Regions from separate parts of the Columba livia genome. Here region 2 is linked to region 1. Evidence: chromatin contacts called from public Hi-C data. All regions are on one chromosome and are shown on one strand. Each heading gives the region's core, a stretch centred on a gene start, on an enhancer-like site or on the middle of the called end of the contact. The rest is flanking DNA. Distances are from core to core; before and after follow the strand shown.

Region 1 (5,368 bases), core at 1,008-3,507:
TGGATGCCTCTGTCCTCTAAGATGTTTCTGTGCCTGCTGTGTAGCTGCTTGACTTGAAATTTGTTTCCTAAATCCCTTTGGAGATGCTGACCGAAAGATGTTCGTAGTCTCTTTTGCCTTTTCAGTACTCTAAGGTACATTTGAAGTTTTGAATAGATCTGATGCTTTTTTTCCCCCCTGAAGAAAAACCAACAGTTTCATTTGCTCTAGGATCTCAGGTTTGCTTCTTTGCTTTACTTTTAACTCACTCCGTGACCCTCAGTAATTTTTATTCAGCTGATTTTGTCGATCAGCTTTCCACCACGTAGCAAGAATAATAAACTCTGTGTTCCCAGTATGTAGAATTAGTTGAAGTTTGTAGTTTTCTCCAAGAAGAGTAACTGTGACTTTCCTTAATCATCCCTTTAACTGCAGCTGATTATAATGGAAATAAACGCAGAGATCGTGTCCCGACCAGCACCATTGCCCTGGGACAAGTTGTTGAGTAGGTGACAGATTGAGAGCAGATTGTGGTGAACTGGTTTTATTTCTGGAGGATTTTTTGTGTGGAGTTGTGTTATCATCATTTTCCTTTTATGTCCTTTGCAATGTAGAAAAGTTTTGATGAACCCTAAGTTAGAGAAACTGCTGTTAATCCTTCTGCCAATATTTCCTTTGCGGTACAATAGCATTACTACAACCTTAGGCCAAAAGTCCGGACTTCTGTGAGCAAAGCGCTTGCTTTTTATCTTCCCTTTTGATTAGCAATTGTAACCTATCGATGTTAACTTGTGATTAGCTTTTGTTCTTGTAAATATTTTCAGAGTTCAGGCTTTGTAATATTTTTCTCACTTGTTTTTTAACTCCTGGTTTCAAAATGAAACTGTTTGCTGTGTATATAGTAGCAAGGCCATCTATTTACATTCTGTTGGGAGGACCCTCGAACTGTTTGCCCACACAAAGCGGGGCTGTGCTGGCGCTGGGGATGAGTTCATTTCCAGATGAATCAGAGTTTGGCTCTGTTCTTTTTAGCAGGGTGAAGTAAACTGTTAAATAGAGGATGATAAAGAGAGATTTCCTTTGCACCTTTTATAGCTGTCACAGACTTTTGTTTGGCTTTTTCTGCCTGTTAATCCAGCGAGGTTGTATTTTTGTCATTCCGTTGTATTGCCAGAGCGCGTTGTCAGTAACATCTGAGGGAGGTTGGGAGCCTTTTATGGGATTTTACTATTATAGGACTTTTCTGATACGAGTTGCTTGTGGGGCTGAACATCAGGGTAAAATATGGCCTTATGTGACCTTTTTATTTGTATAAAATGGGGTTTATGGCACCTACCTGTCTCACAGGTGCACTGTGTGCATTAATGGATGAGGAGTTAGAACTATGGCCGTGATGATGTGAATGTATCCCCGTTGTCTTTTGGACACCGATATGTGAACAGCAAGGAGCGTTTAGCCATAAAAATTGTAATGCTTTGCTTGGCAGATTGAGAACCCTGTATTTCTAATTTTTAGTCTGCAAATTAAAATTTACAGTATGTTATTATCATTACTTCTTACCCCACCAATAAGTTAAGGTGTCTCCAGCTCTACTCGGAGGTTTTTCCTGTTGTTGACTGCAGGAATTTCCAGTTTCAGAACACACAATAACATAGTAAGTTAAGCACACGTTGTACCTATAGCTACACACCCGCACCTACTAAATCCATTCAATAATATGATATTCTCTGAATTTGTCTTGTCGTTTAGTTGGGGATTGAAGTATTTATGTGGATGGTGTAGTTTTGCCAATAGACCACTCATAATACACAGTGGTTGTTTCATATTTAATACCCGTGCTGAAATGGAATACATCAATTTAGAATTATGAAAAACCATGTTGTTCTGTATGTATTGCATTCAGACTTGTATTTAGCTCGTTCTAAATATTTTAGTATAGCACATTTTTCACTGCAAAATCTTTTTAAATCTTAAAAATCGGAAAGGTTTCCTCTCACTTTTCCTTCATTGGTTACAATTGCAACATGATAAAAATCTAAGCATGGAACTGGAAGTTTGGTAAACACGCAGTCTCAGATGCTTTAAATATTTTCATGTTACTTTTCACTATTTCTCAGAGTGAAACTCCTTTTATTAGAAGAATTCTTATGGGAAAGCAGAGTTGAAAGGCCTGACATCACCAGCCCTTCCTGAAACACAGATTGGTTTCCTTTAAGTAACACTCACTTAAGAAACCACCTATTTAGAGACAGGCGGACAAAAATAGTTTCCAAGAAAATTAACTGTATAATAACTTCAGGCAGTTCCTTTGCAGGGTTGAGCTCGGGAGCTGTAAACACCACTTGAAAACAGTCGTTTGAAAAGCCTCCGTTAAGCTTTCATTTCTCTCTTTGTAAATTGTAGCTTCAGTCACCAGAAAATAGTTTTTTATGAGAGTATAGAAACGATAAAGATGCGGAATAGGCCCATTTTTTTTTAAGGTAGTTTTAATGTTGCGATTTGTTTAATCTTCCACAGCGTGACAATTGGGTAGTTTTATTTAAACCTACTTTTAAATAATTTATTTTCCAGCGTCACCTAGATCTCTTAAATTTGGCTAAAAATCCCTTGTGGGCTGTTTTTCCCGCCTCAGTGCCGAGGGCGGGCCTGCAGGGGGCGCCCTCCTCCCGGCGATGCCGCCCGGCCCGCCCGCTTACAGCGCCGTTCCGAGTGATAGTTATTACTATTATTATTATTATTATTATTCACCTCTTCTGTCACAGCAGTGCATCTGAGTATTTTATAGTGCATATAGCCTCATACCAAACAGCCCTAATAAGAACAAACCATTTTTTTTGTTAACGGAGAATTACATTGCAGTCGCCGAGCTGCTCGTATAAATCCTCCACTGTGCTGCCTGTGTAGTGATTCTCCTGATTTCACACACTCATGCAGAGTTTCTCTTTACACTAAGAAGCCAGTTGGAAGGTAAAGAAATTGATTTACCTGGCGGGTGTTTTCTGCTAATGACTTTTGGAGCCTGTTGCTTCCTCTGGGAAGGTCACAGGGTGTGCGAAGCCTCTTGGCCCTGCACCCAGAGCCGGGCCAGGAGCTCACTGCTTGTCAATGAGCTGTGTTTTTAGCTGCCTTTTTTGGTTTTCTAATGGTTGGAGAATCAGTGGAGCGAAAGAAGTGTGTGGTGTATTTTGGATAGTTTCTGAAGTGGAAGGAAAAGCTCCATTCCCTTCAGGTAAGTAGGGAAGTAGGCGGATAAATCCTGTCACAAGGGAAGCTCGTGTCTCTACATAAAGTGTTTTAGAAGCGGGTTTTGTAAGTGGTGTCGATCTGAGACTGCGGCAAATGTATGTTTGCCTTTACATTTGAAAAAAGGTTGCGAGTATTCCAGATAAATTGAAAATTGAAGGCGACTGACATAGAAGGGAACGGCAGTTCTTGAGATGGGAAGTGTAAAAATAGATGGCTGAGCGATTTAGCGCAGCAAGCGCTGTGGTCGGAGCAAGCGGAGCGGCAGAGAGCGCCATGTCCAATGGGTCGGGAGGAGAAGGGCGGTGGAAGGCAAGGGGAGCTGGATCAGCACAGATGTGCGCGTCCCACCGACGTTTTCCTGTCAAGGTGGATGATTTCAGCCTTGGAAACATCAAACCGAAAACAAATTTCTATAGGGTTAGGGGTTGATGTGGCAGCTGCACATCCTAGGAGAAGCGTTTACTGGATTTTTAAGTGTTTTCTCTGAAAATGACTTAATAAAATGATATTTTGGGATTCTATTGTTATTTCAATTTTTCCCTCATTTTACTTCCTCTTAATTTCCAGTAAAATCTCACCAGTTAACCAGATATATAAAGAACAGGCTGGTGTATTTCCTGCTCATACATCGTGAGTAATAAAGGCATCCTACAGACTTCACCTCGCTTTTGAATAGGGTTTTGCAGTTCTTGCCAGTTGGAAATTGCTAATTAGCGATATTAGTGATGCACAAGAAGGAACGTGCTCAGCTGCGTTGTGGCTTCTCAGGATGCTTTATGTGTCTGCCCAGGACACTGTCTACACTTGTGTAGAGCTGGACAGTGGTTTGAGGAGAAATGGGTCGCCGAGATGGAGCTTTGAAATGAGAAGCCAGCTGAGAAGAGCTGCTCGCTGAGGGAAGGAGGAGTTTTCTGGGTGATGTTGGTGTCCAAAGCACAGAAGGGGAAAGGCTGGGATGGGGTCGGGAGGAGAATCCGAGGGGTTTGGCACAGGGGGGACAGCGCGCTCCAGAAATTTGTTGGTGGGTCAAGGAATGTAAGTGGCTCGAGGGAGCTGCCATCAGCGAAATGACAAAAAGTAGCTTTGCTCACCTGATACGAGCCCGTGCCAGGTTGGATCAGAAGGCGAGAAAGTAGAAGCTAGAGTTTTTCAAGAGACCATATCAGCGGAAGGAGGAGGTTCAAGTGTGGAGGGTGTTGTATGACAAGCAGGAGGGAAGGTGGAAGCATGTGAAGGTCTGTGGTCGTAACCAGCCGGGGAAGGAACAATCGCTGTCTGCTGGACCTGCTGAGCTCGGGCCCAAACACCTTGTGCTGCCCCAGCATGGGGTGTCCGTCGGGAGCCCCCATGTATGGAATCTGTGATTCATTGCGTAGTAAATGCTGCTGCTCCTGTTGTCTTGGAGTTTATTATTCTTAAGTAAGGCATTTAAATCAACTGTGCATTTTTGGTAGCCTGAAAAACGTAAACACTTTATGGAAAGAAACGTAAGCATTAAGATTGGAAATAAAATATACTTGTATCTTTTAAAAGGTTTATCTTTACCCTTAAATATGCTGATTGGGCTTATTCTTTTTTGCTTAGTCTTTGTGGGCTGTTAAAATCTGTTGCTTTTTCCCATCTCAAGGAAATGCATCTTTGACACTTCTCATGACCTGAGTCACGATGCTGTCACAGAGCCAGAAAACATCCTGAGCGGTCATGGGGAAAAGAGCCGAGCAGCCGAGGGGTGCGGCGGGCGGGGGCGCAGAGATCGCTGCGCTCTGCTCCGGTTCCTGTTCTGGGGGTGTCTCAGACAAGCCATTTATTATCATTATCCATGGATATTATTATCAACTTCTCATATGTAGTGGTTCTCAAGGCACTTTTATTTTTTTTGCATATCTTGCGATAAATACTGTGTGTTCAACCTGGGTTGAATTCGGATGCTAAAATATTTGAGCAAATTGTTGCAGCCAGAGGAAGCGAAATAAAGGCGTAGGTAAAAAAAAAACCCCGAATGTATTAACGTGTAGTTTATCGTCCATATAAATTCTAATATGCTATGCCGAGCCCTTTGGGGAAGGAGCTGCTATTAAACTGTCCCTACCTCCTCACCCAACACAGCTGCACACAAAGGTGTCCTTCCGAAATTCCCAGACCA
Region 2 (5,368 bases), core at 962-3,461, 220 kb after region 1:
AGCAATGAGAGGCTCCGGTTTTACTTTGTGAGGGGGAATTAAAAAAAAAATACAAGCAAGCCCCCTTTTTGCCAAAGCTGCCGTCAGCAGTTTTCCGCGGCGGCGAGGAAGCAAAGTCCAAATCGGGTCTAAATTTCAGTCCCTGTTCTCCGTTCAATGGTCAGCGGGACACCCCCCCCCCCGCCCCGACCCCGCACCGCGGCCGGTCCCGGCTGGGGCAGCCCCGAGGGGCCGCGTTGTGCCCGCCCCGTCGGGCGCGGTGGCGGGAGCGGGCACTGCAGGCAGAGGTGAACCTGCCGCGGGACACGGGCAGGTTGTGACCGCCCCCGAGAATAACCCGGGCTTGGGTTTGGACTCTGCGTGGAGCAGGGAGGCAGCGAGCGAGGATCGCTATCGACAGGATGAACCGGGATGGGGAGGGGGCAGCCAGGGTTCCCCGCGTCCCACCCTGCACGAGGGGCAGCGAAACGCGGCCCCGAAGGCTCGGAGCTGCTGCGGCCGCGCCTCGCCGCGCATTCGCGGAGCAGTAGGGCCGAGGGGGAGAGCGGGTCGGGGGGCAGAGGAGGGGGCCGGCCCCCACTCCCTCGTCCCGCCGGACCGCAGCGCAGGCGGCGGGGGCAGGAGCCTTGGAAGGATGGCAGGGCGCTTTTTGAAGATTTGGGGGTAAATATGAAGTGACAAGAGACGGGTCTTTATTGTGAGGGCTCAGCCGCCTGGCGCCAGGGCCCTCTTCAGCCACCGCGGCCCTCAGTTAATCAGCGCAGATCTCCAAACCGACCTCTCCGCGGGGACACCCACCGCGCCCGCCGCCCCCCCGAGCCCCGGCGCGGCGGGACCGGGCCTAATCCCTCTGCAAACAGCCCCGGAGTGTCTCTCTCCGCCTTATCTGCCTCCCTCTGCCCGGTAAACAGCCCCTCCGCCTGGGCACAGCCGCGCCGGCGTTCGGCCGCGCACCGACGGCGGGGTCTGTGCCTCTGCCGTGGGCACGGGGCTGCGGGCGGACCCCCCCATCCCACCCGTCGGTGCGGCTGCCGGCAGGGCGGGGGGCGACGGCAGGGAGCGACTCACCCGCGCTGGAGGTCGCCACTCGGGGCCTCGCCGCCGGCCGCCGCTCTCCGCCGGGCTCCCGAAGGCCGCCCCGTCGGCGCTGCGCAGCATTGCGCGGCGGTGCGCGGCTGTGCGCGGAGCGGCGGGCGGGGCGCGCCCCACCTCGATCCGCTCTCCAGGATCTGTCGTAAGACGGCAGCCGCCGAGCACTCCCGGCCGCTCCCCCCTCCCCGGCCCGCCGCCCCCGCACAGACCGGTGGGGGCCCTTTGCCGCCGCCCCCCCGCCCCCGAGGCCGGGCGGACCCGGGCGCCGCTCCCCGCTCCGCCAAGGTGGCTCCGCGCTGTCCCCGCACCGGCGGCGGCCGCTCCCCGGCCGCGGCGCAGCCAGGGCTGACCCGGTATGCGGAAAGGAGCCGGGGGTGGGATTTCGAGCACTTTTCTCTGTCATTGGTTAATATTTTATTCTGTTGACATGTTTTCTTACTGCCGATGCTTCCGACACCTTCTCCTTTTTTTTTTTTTCTTCTCCTTTTTTTTTTTTCCCTTCTTCCCTTCCTCCCTCCCTCCGCGACCCCCCCGCCCCGCGCCCCGGAGCTTGGCCGGAGCTGTCAAAACCACGCCTATGCAGATCCACAATTGGTCTGAAACGCGTAAAATCAGCAATCAAGGGGGCTTGGCTCATTAGCGGGCGGATCAGAGCAGGAAGGACATGTGAGATAGTCACAGTTTTACAGAGATCAGGACAAGATCTAACCGTTTCCACTCCGGCTCCTTTAGCCATGAGCAACCCTCGCCCCAGCGCCGTCCGCGGAGCGCGCAGCCGGGCCGGCCCCGCCGAGGCGCAGCCAGGGCCCGCGGGGGTGTGAGGGCAGCGCGGCCGCCCCTGCCCCGCCGCGCCCCGCGCCGCTCCGCGCAGCCCCGCGCCGGCTTTTGTTTCTATTTTAGTGTTGGGAAGGACTTTACCGGGAGGGCTCTCTCCCTCGCTCGCTCTCCCTCGCTGCAAGAACAACAACAAAAAATAAGGACCTACTGTCTCCCCTCCGCAGACCGGGAGTCCCAGGAGCCGGGAACTGCCTCTCTTTTTTTTCATCTTCTTTTTATTTTTTTTCCAGATCTAGTTCCGCTGTTTTTTGGCTTTTTTGTGTGTGTGTGCGCGCTTTTTGTGTGTGTGTTGTTGATTTTCCTTCCTCTTCCAGAGACTCGACCGAGTTCGCTGGGCAAGAGAGAGAAAAAGAAATTAAACCCGCACACACACATTTTTGTAAAGGGAATCCCTCTTTTTCTCCTGGATTTGTGGATGCACCGATGAGAGATCCAGCCTTCCCAGGGACTGCCATGGCTTACCACCCCTTCCACGCACCCCGGCCGGCCGACTTCCCCATGTCCGCTTTCCTCGCAGCCGCCCAGCCTTCCTTTTTCCCCGCTCTGGCTCTGCCTCCGGCGGCGCTGGCAAAGCCCATGCCGGACCCCGGCCTGGCCGGGGCGGCCGAGGCCGGGCTGCACGTCTCGGCCCTGGGACATCACCACCAAGCCGCCCATCTGCGCTCACTCAAGAGCCTGGAGCCCGAGGAGGAGGTCGAAGACGACCCTAAAGTAACGCTGGAAGCCAAAGAGCTTTGGGACCAGTTTCACAAGCTGGGTACCGAGATGGTGATCACCAAGTCCGGGAGGTAAGAGCCGGCCCCGCGCAGCCCCGCGGAGCCCGCCCCGCACCTGCGCGGCCGCGCAGCGCCCTCGCCCCTCCGTTTCGTCCCGCTTCCCCCGGTGCTCCCCAAATCCGCCTCGATTAATTCACGCGGGGAATTTCGATCCCTGCATTTTTTTGTTCGGAGATATTTACACTCCTGGCTTTCCCCATACGCCCCAATTATTAGTTTTCCGAGTGCGATCCCAAATTAAATTTGTGCGCGCTAATTGAGCGCCCGTAATCCCCCGTTGTATTTGTTTACGCCGCTGCCCGCCGCTTCCTTTCCTCTTGCCAAACTTTCCCCGCGACCGGGGTCGTCCCCGTCCCTGCCCGTGTCCTCGTCCCCGGGGGAGGGCAGCGCCGGGGCTGGCGGGGTGCTGGGTGAGAGATTCGTCGCAGGACAGGGAAATGGGCTGAAATCCAGGATGCGTTTTCGTTCACTATTTCCCAGAATGGGATTTTTTAGCATTTTCCCAACTTTCTGCCCTGGGTGAGGGCAGCAGAGTGGGGTGAGAAGCAACGGGACGTTAGAAAGGCTGGAAATCCTCAGTGAAGCTAAACTAAAAAATGGTGGTTTCGGAGCAGCCGCCGAGGCCGGGCGGTGCGGGGCGGCTCGGCGGGGCCGCGGCCGTCGGGGGTCGGCTGCGGGCAGGCGGGAGCAGCCCTGTACCGCTCTGGGTCTCTCCGCAGGAGGATGTTTCCCCCGTTCAAGGTGCGTGTGAGCGGCCTGGACAAGAAGGCCAAGTACATTTTGCTGATGGATATAGTGGCGGCCGACGATTGCCGGTACAAGTTCCACAACTCCCGCTGGATGGTCGCCGGGAAGGCCGACCCGGAGATGCCCAAGCGCATGTACATCCACCCCGACAGCCCGGCCACGGGGGAACAGTGGATGGCCAAACCTGTTGCCTTTCACAAGCTCAAGCTCACCAACAACATCTCGGACAAGCACGGCTTTGTAAGTGCGGCTGCGGGGCAGAGCAGAGCCCCCCGAGCAGGGACCCCCGGAGAAGGAGTGGGGTCTACCCGGTGCCGGTCTACTCTGTCCGGGGGAAACAGCTGGGCTTTAATGGCTTCTCCCCACACGGCAACAGCACAAGCGGGGCTGGGCTGGACGGCGGGGCCTTGCCGGGCCCTACACTGGCCTGGCTGTCCCGCAGCCCCCCGGCTCCTGCTCCTACCCGGCACCGAGGGACAGCTCCCCACTGTCCTGGGGATGACTCCCCCGAGGGGAAATGGAAGGCCTGACTGTGGGCAGCCTTGGGATCCCCTTGGCTCTCTCATCCCCACCCTTCGCGGCCTGTTCTGCCGCCTTTCCCCAGCGCTTGGGACTCTGCGGGGAGCGGGATTTGGGGGGGTGGATGTGCGGGGCCGAGGCCGTGTCGGGGGATGCAGGGAGGGCAGCCCCGACGGGGCGGCAGCCGGGCAGGTTCAACCCAGGCTGCGCTGCGGACCGGGCCGGGACCGCGATGCTGGGGGCGGCAGCACTTGCGGTGGGTTTTTGAGGCCGGGAGGCAGGACCGGAGCCCTTGGCAGCTGCGGCTCCTCACCGGCTGCTTCTGAAAGGTTCCCAAACGCTCCTATTATTTCTCCTGTTGATCATATCTACATCACCTGCCGCAGGTTAAAAAAAGAAAGCAAAACCAACCAACCAACAGAATAAAAAATAAAGGCAAAACAAAAAAAACAAAAAGCAACAGCCCAAACAAAATAAAACAAAAAATATAGAGATTTGGAAAGAAAGAAGAAAGAAACGGAAGCGTGTTGGCAATTTGCAGAGATCCGCAGAAAGCGGGGTCAAAACGCCAGGAGAGCGTGATCCTGCGTGAATGCACGGGGGGAAAAAATCACGGCGCACAAGCCGGCTATCTTTAGCCTCTGGACAAGCATTTAGGGCGATAAAAGGAAAGTTCATGGTCCAGCGTTGGTGATACGGTAATTAGTGGGGAGCCGGGGCCGGCAGAGCCGCGGTACACGGCGCTCAGGTGGGCGAGCGCTCAGCAGCTGCCCGGGAACTTTTCTCTTTTTATTTATTTTTATTTGATTTTAGGGCAGGAAACAGAGTCTTTCTTAAATAATACATTACAAGGTTATTTATAGACAGGAAGGTAAATCGATACAGAGTCTAAAAAAATAGCTTGCTTTTTTATACTGGGGAAAAACTAGTTTGATTCAGTGTTTTTAACGGTTCGCCTCCTTCAATTAAAGATTTCTGTTATCTGTCGTTGTCCAAAATCCGGACTGTGTTAAATCTGGGAGATGAGGGTTTAGCCAGTGCCCATCTGGTCAGAGAGGGATGATTATTTTTTTTTCAAAGAAATGCAGATTTGCACGGCTGAATGATACTTTTTGCACCATTTTCGCGATAATTCCCGTGTAGATGATATCAATATAATAGCGATCCGACAGGTGATTATTGCTGGGGTTAAAAAAAAAAGGGGGGGGGATTTTTTTTTATTGCCTTCTAAAACGAAATGAAGTGATAATTATTTAGCCATTTGGCCGTCTTTATTTGACAATAATTACTCAAGCTTTCGTCGTTCCCCTACCAATTCCGGTCGGTAAATACTACATTTCAGCCCTACCACAGCAGGTTGGGGAATTATTTAATCACTATCGGGCAGGAAAACGCTG

The links. Hi-C and Micro-C count contacts between places; a contact is called where the count stands out from the background.
Region 2: a contact with region 1 is called in a Hi-C map of liver, with 4 times the contacts expected there. The contact joins the promoter of TBX2 here to the enhancer-like site in region 1. A contact is called at or near these places in 2 of 2 Hi-C or Micro-C datasets (crop and liver).

The regions. Positions count from the first base shown.
Region 1 is chr20:2,130,179-2,135,546 of bColLiv1.pat.W.v2, forward strand. The region is part of intron 15 of BCAS3 (BCAS3 microtubule associated cell migration factor); the gene reads left to right. Among named protein-coding and RNA genes, the nearest start is that of BCAS3, 79 kb to the left of the region's middle. Within about 2 kb of position 2,258, at least 1 of the 3 cell types and tissues checked has an H3K27ac peak away from gene starts, as active enhancers do.
Region 2 is chr20:2,349,046-2,354,413 of bColLiv1.pat.W.v2, forward strand. It overlaps TBX2 (T-box transcription factor 2), which reads left to right and starts at 2,212. Exons shown (of 7, transcript XM_065036763.1): 1 at 2,212-2,717; 2 at 3,425-3,692. The coding sequence starts at 2,353.